Linked DNA regions of Halichoerus grypus: region 1 is linked to region 2. The links are chromatin contacts, called in public Hi-C maps. All regions are on one chromosome and are shown on one strand. Each heading gives the region's core, a stretch centred on a gene start, on an enhancer-like site or on the middle of the called end of the contact. The rest is flanking DNA. Distances are from core to core; before and after follow the strand shown.

Region 1 (3,197 bases), core at 332-2,831, 670 kb after region 2:
GTTCTGAATCAGTCATTTCCCCAAGAGGCTCTAGTTCCTTTTAGTAGAAAATGGTGTTTAGAAACCAAGATCTAGGCAGTACCTGCTCATTGCTCCTTACATCTCTTTAGCAGAGGACGCTAGGGGAAAAACAAAATAGATGGAGTCAAAGTATAGACAGCATTTGGGTTGAGATGTGGAGGTGTAGGAGTTTACAAAAAGAGATTTTCAGAGAGAGGAGACAATATGTACAAGAAAGGGGACATGAGAGGTTATGGATTGTTTTGCATGGTACACGTAATTCAGTATTGCTGAAGCATAACATTGAAAGGAGGCAATGAGAGAAGAAACTAGCCAGGCAGATGGAGTGTCTTATATCCTAGGCAAAGTAACTAAATTTTCTTTTACAGGTAATCCTTTGAAGAATTTTCAGGACGGTGACATTATCAGTCATTTACATTTTTAGTGAAGTCATTCTGGTAGCAGTATGGAGGATGGCATTCTGGAATCAAAACTGGAGTCAGGGGACTGGTAAAGAGGCCATCACACAATAATAGAAGTAATGAAGCCTGGTATGAGGCAGCCAGAGTCAAGTTGGATAGGCTATATACTGGGGGTGTTAAAAGAGTAGAATGGACGTAATTTGTTGTAAGAGGCATTTAGGATGCTCTACAGGTATTTACAACACTGGGAGGACGGTGGTGGCTTAAACCAAAACAGAAATCCAGAAACGGGAGTAGGTTCTAGGTGGAAAGTTGAACAGTTCGGTTTAAGATGCATTGGATTGATAATATTTCTCACGGAATTCTCATAGGATTTGGAGAAAGAAAATGAAATATGATGCTAATATAAATAGAAAAGCTGGCCTCTAAAGAAATATACATAACGCTCTCACTTTGCAAACTAAGCAACAGGTTATAGTTCGGTGTATGACTACAACTGCAGGAAATTCAAGAGTTGGGGGAGGGACCTGTCTAGTATTTTTCCATCCCTGGTGACTCAGAGCTAAAAATGGCGCCTGTGGCAGAAATTAGAAAGTGGGAGGGGGCACTGGGTGCGGGTTTTCTTTCTGTTCTGTTTCAAACACTTAGCGAGATAACTCAGCGCCACACGAATTATGAACATTTTTTTACTTAAGGTTTGGTCTGTAGTACAACTCTATTCTCCGCGTTTAAAAGAATGTTTCATGTTGTGGGCGCGCTCGCTTGGGCGGTGACGTGCCTGCTGCTTTGCCTCATTCATGCTTCTCGGCCTCGGCGGGTTCCACGACTGCCTCCCTGTCTCTGCCCCCTCTCGTTTTTTTTTCCAGCGCTGGCTACAGTTCTGAGAGACAGAACGCTTTTTCGGGGGTGACGACCAGATGGGTTCAGACCCTACGCATTCGCAGGGCTCCTTGGCGCTTGAGGGCGAGAGATTCTTTCTTCGGAGGGCCGCGGCCTCGCGCTTTCTACACGGGCACGAGGAGCCCCGCGCGCGGCCGCCAGAGCGCGTGCCCGGCCCTGGCCTGAAGGCCCGCGGGCGGGGCGCGCGCACCACCTCCGCAGGCGCCGCACTGCAGCAGCTCGAGGCCCCGGCGTAGGTGGCGCGGGGGCGGGGCCGCGGAGGGGCGTCGAGGCTGGGCAGCGGTCCAGACCGAGAGCTCGGGTCGCATCGGTTGTCGTGGGAACGGTGGCGTAGGCAGGCGCTGACGTCAGCGGGCGGCGCGCTGCCCGCACTGCGGCAGCCGGTCCGCTCTCAGAGCCGGAGAGGCTGGCGGCTAGGGTGGCTACGCGGGTGCCTGGCTCCCGCCCCGCTCGGCGCGAGGAGCCGCTTCGCACAGTCCCGGCGTCGGATCGGGCGGGACTGATTGTCGGCCGCTCTGGGCTCCGTTCTCCGTGAGTACGCTGCAGGCCTGCTGGTGGCGGGAGCCCGGGCCGGGAGCTTGGCCTGCCCCGGCCCTCTCAGAGGGGGCGGTGGCTTGGGGTACTGCTCGGGTCCGAGGGCGCGGGGGCGGTGCGCCGCGGGGTGGGGCGGGGGCGCGTACTGCGCCGCCGCAGGCTGACCCGCCGGGTGCCGCCGAGCGGTGGGATGTAGTTTTTAATGAATATCTCTAAGTACTTTCCCGCTCCCTTCCCTGGGCTCCTGTCTCATGAGTGCTCAGCGCGGTGTCCAGATCCACCGTGGAGGGAATGCAATCTTTGCCTTTCCCACTCCGGATTCTGGCTTAAAAGCATTTAACTCAGATACGCACTAAGTACGTTTATTTCCTTTTAGGGTGTCAACTTGGTGCTGAATCTCGAACCTGTGAAATGCCTTCTTAATTACATCCGAGAAAAGGTGATCAATGTGTTACGTTTATAAGGGTCATTTCGATATGTATACAAATAGAAAAAAAGTACACTATTTAGAATCGCTGCCAATGGCTGTGCTGTATTTCAGCATTACTGTGAAAACATATACTCACTGGAGTGTATGGCTTTTACTTTTTTGAGAAAACGATGCTAACAATTTTTTCACCTGTTGCATTAACTATTGCTCTTACTGCTTGGAGTTTCAGGGAAAAGATTGCTCGTTCTGAGAACTCTGGGAAATTTCTAAAAATATTTGAAAAATCCAAATACCAAAAATTTTTTAAAACCGTATTTAGAATCTTGTTTATATATGGAGAGTATCTTGATTTAGCAGTTGAATTATGTTACAGGGTTTTTGTTAGTTTTTTTTCCTATGCTATAAAATTCAGTTAAAGGGTGAATTATCCAAGCCTCTGCTTCTTCCCCCCTTGATCTTTAGACATTTATTGGCTGAAAATCAGATGTTTAAAGAAAAAGAAAAATGAAACGTAGTGCAGTTAATTTTACTATTATTTCTTAGCAGCTCCTATAAAAGGGTTTGTGAGGGAGAATCTTTAAAATAATGGTATATATGAGGGCGCCTGGGTGGCTCAGTCGTTAAGCGTCTGCCTTCGGCTCAGGTCGTGATCCCAGAGTCCTGGGATCGAGCCCCACATCGGGCTCCCTGCGCAGCGGGAAGCCTGCTTCTCCCTCTCCCACTCCCCCTGCTTGTGTTCCCTCTCTCGCTCTCTCTCTCTCTCTGTCAAATAAATAAATAAAATCTTTAAAAATAAAAAAAAATAATGGTATATATGAGACTCAAGGATGTCATTTTAGGTTTGACCTTATTTTTGCCAATGATGTTACTAATCAAATATTAGTCATTAATTCTATAATGTATTTGCTATG
Region 2 (2,783 bases), core at 66-2,565:
AATAGTAGAGTTCTATTGAGCTATTAATGGTTAGGTTTTTTTCTTTTAATATAGTTCACCCATTCAACAAATACTTACTGAGCACCTACTAAATGCTTGGGACTTATCAGTGCACCACATAGGCCAAAGATTACTTTTTCCACATTCGGATGGTGGTGATGGTGGTTGGGCTAGGGGCAAGCTGTACAGTGAGAGAAAAATGTGAATTTATCCCATGAAAATGAAGTTATTTTTTTCTAGTTGAGCTGGTAAATCGGATTGTCAGGAAAGAATGCCCGAAGCACAGTGTTAAATTCACAACTAGGGCCCAACACTGGATTTAACTGACACAAGACTGGTTGCTAATTATAACTTTGAAATCCTTTAAGGTAGTTTAAGTCCCTAAACATCAAAGTAATAACGGTTTTAGGGCCTAAGGAAGAAAGTGCAGCCCAGACAAATTATTAATAGAAAATGCGCTATGGCTTTTATTTGAAATTCTGTCCAAATCAAACGTGGCTTGCCTATTTATAATCTGACTTATATTTCTGGCAGACCAAGTTATATTGGGCTGTTTCTCCGCCGGCACAAATGATCGTTACGCTTCGTGCTCTGCATTATTTTTATGCCTATGCCAACATTCCGAGGTGCCTAAGTGGTAATGCTTTAGCAGCGTCGGGAGGAAAGCAGCAGCAGCCTCTGATGCAAACCAGGACAGCCTAACTTGCTCAGAGCTCTGCGGTGCTAACTCCGTTGGGGGTAGCGGGGCTGGTCTGACCCCGCTCTGGAAGGGGGCTTAGCTCGTGGCCCTTTTTCTACTATCGAAGTGCGTTTGGCACATTTTATATCAAAGCAAAGCGACACTTCCAAGTTTCAGTTAAGGCGTCCAAGAAGAAACTCGGCGCTTGCTGGCAAGAGGAGACTCAGGGAGCGAACAGCCCTCTAGCCTCCCTGTCTTTTCCTCGGCGTGAGATTGGCTTTTTGCTTTTGGTCTGAGTCGGCGCCACAGAAAGAATAGACCAAACAAGCAAAAAGTGGGGCCGACAGAGAGGCCCAGAGTGTACCTTCAAAGCTAGGTAGAGACTCGCGCGAAATCTACCCCGTGGCCAGGAGACCCCATGGCCTAACAAAACACCCCGCCCACCGTCTACCGTCACCGCCGCGAGGCGGCAGCTCCAGGCCGGAGGGCGGAGCCGCCAGATCATCGCGCGAGACCAGCCACGAGACTTCCCAGAAAGCCTCAGGCAACATCTTAATAGCTAGGAAGCCGGTTTAGGGCGGAAGGGTGGGCGGGGCTAGTCCAGATATTTAGCGGCACTGGCGGCCACGCCCCAAATCGGAAGTGACGGAGACGAGCTAGCGCGTCGAAGATACCTCTATGGTTTTCCTCCCGTTCTTGAGTCGGGAAATGGCCGCTGTGTAGTTACAACGGAGATAAGTCCCGGGAACGGTGCTTTCGGCGTTTCAGGTAGGCCTCATGCTGCATTCAAATCACTCAAAGGGCAGTAAATACCGAGGACGAGTGAATATTGTTGAATCTTTTGTGGGTAGTGACGGGTTGGCGGCTGCAGAAGGACCCAGGAGACGTTTCGCCGTTATTTATGCGTTTCTCCATCAGATCCCCTCAGGTTTTTGGGGCACTATAGGTCGAAAAGGTGGGGGGTGGGGCGAGCAGCGAGAACGGCGCGCGCGCGCGCGCGGTTACGAACCTGGCTCGAAACCCAGAGACCGCGCGGCCTTCCCGTGCGCGTGCGCATATCTTCCTCTTCAACCCTTCCCCCATTTCCTCGGCCCCGACTGAAAGCTCGCCCGGCGCACGCGCGCTTCCTCCTTTCTCAGCCTACGGCTCCTGAGGCCGCTGGAGGTGCCGCTTGTGTTCGCTTCTCATTGGCTGGGAGCGCCACCTTTCTTCCAGGCTTTGGGGCTTTGATAAAACAACTATGACCTGCAGCAAAGTGCTTTGGGTAGGTTGACCCGTTTTCGCGTCGTCTTTAAATTCCCTTTTCCCGGCTTCACGCTACCCGTCGGTTTACGCCCCGTTTTTTTGTTATTCCCTTAAGAACGTGGTCTGCTCTCTCTCGTCACTGACGCGGGTATCCGCCTCCGGCCCTCGGTGTCGCGGGACAGTTTTCTCCGAGGTTAATCTCGGATCCCCCTGGCAACTCACTTTGTTTTGAAGCGAACGTGTGCACTCGACTCTAAGAGTTGGTGCCTAGTTACCGTTTCCTAGTTTGGGGAGCAGGCCTTAGCTGATGAGTGGCCCTGTTGTTTCTCCCCCGCCCCCTCACCCAAAAGGCAGTCTTCCAGTAGTACAAGCGAAACCACGTCTTTTTGGCAAGTGATTCAGGTCTTTATATCGAGTCAGAAATGTTGCAACCATGATAGGTAGACAGTTGGGGTAATTCGGTGGGAGTGGTGAGTTAAGGTTAAGGACTTTGCCCCCACTTTAAGTCCATAGGTTGGCTTTCTTCACATTTAAGATTCATCTTATCAGAATCAAGCAGCGGTGCTGGCAACTACTTTTCTCTGTCTTTTTTTTTTTTTTTTTTTGAGTTTTAGGTTGAAAAAATTAAGACTAAAGTTGAAGGCAAATGTGACCAAAACTGATATAAATAGATTAGTTACTTCAGATACATCTTTTTGCAGCAGCGCCTTTTAATTTATCTTCGGTATTAAAAAGGAAACCAGAATTCCTTAATCCTCATGTAAATTCTCATTCCCATTGACTCTATTTGGAATGGTTGGGCTACTGTTCAGACAGTAGAGAATCTTTACATAGGAAAAACCGCTACAAGCTTATTTGC

What was found. Hi-C and Micro-C count contacts between places; a contact is called where the count stands out from the background.
Region 1: a Hi-C map of kidney shows a contact between it and region 2, with 5 times the contacts expected there. The contact joins the promoter of AHI1 here to the promoter of BCLAF1 in region 2. A contact is called at or near these places in 2 of 2 Hi-C or Micro-C datasets (kidney and skin).

The regions. Positions count from the first base shown.
Region 1 is chr9:28,709,848-28,713,044 of mHalGry1.hap1.1, forward strand. AHI1 (Abelson helper integration site 1) reads left to right here and starts at 1,582. Exons shown (of 27, transcript XM_078054699.1): 1 at 1,582-1,853; 2 at 2,233-2,329.
Region 2 is chr9:28,042,163-28,044,945 of mHalGry1.hap1.1, forward strand. BCLAF1 (BCL2 associated transcription factor 1) reads left to right here and starts at 1,316. Exons shown (of 12, transcript XM_078054692.1): 1 at 1,316-1,447.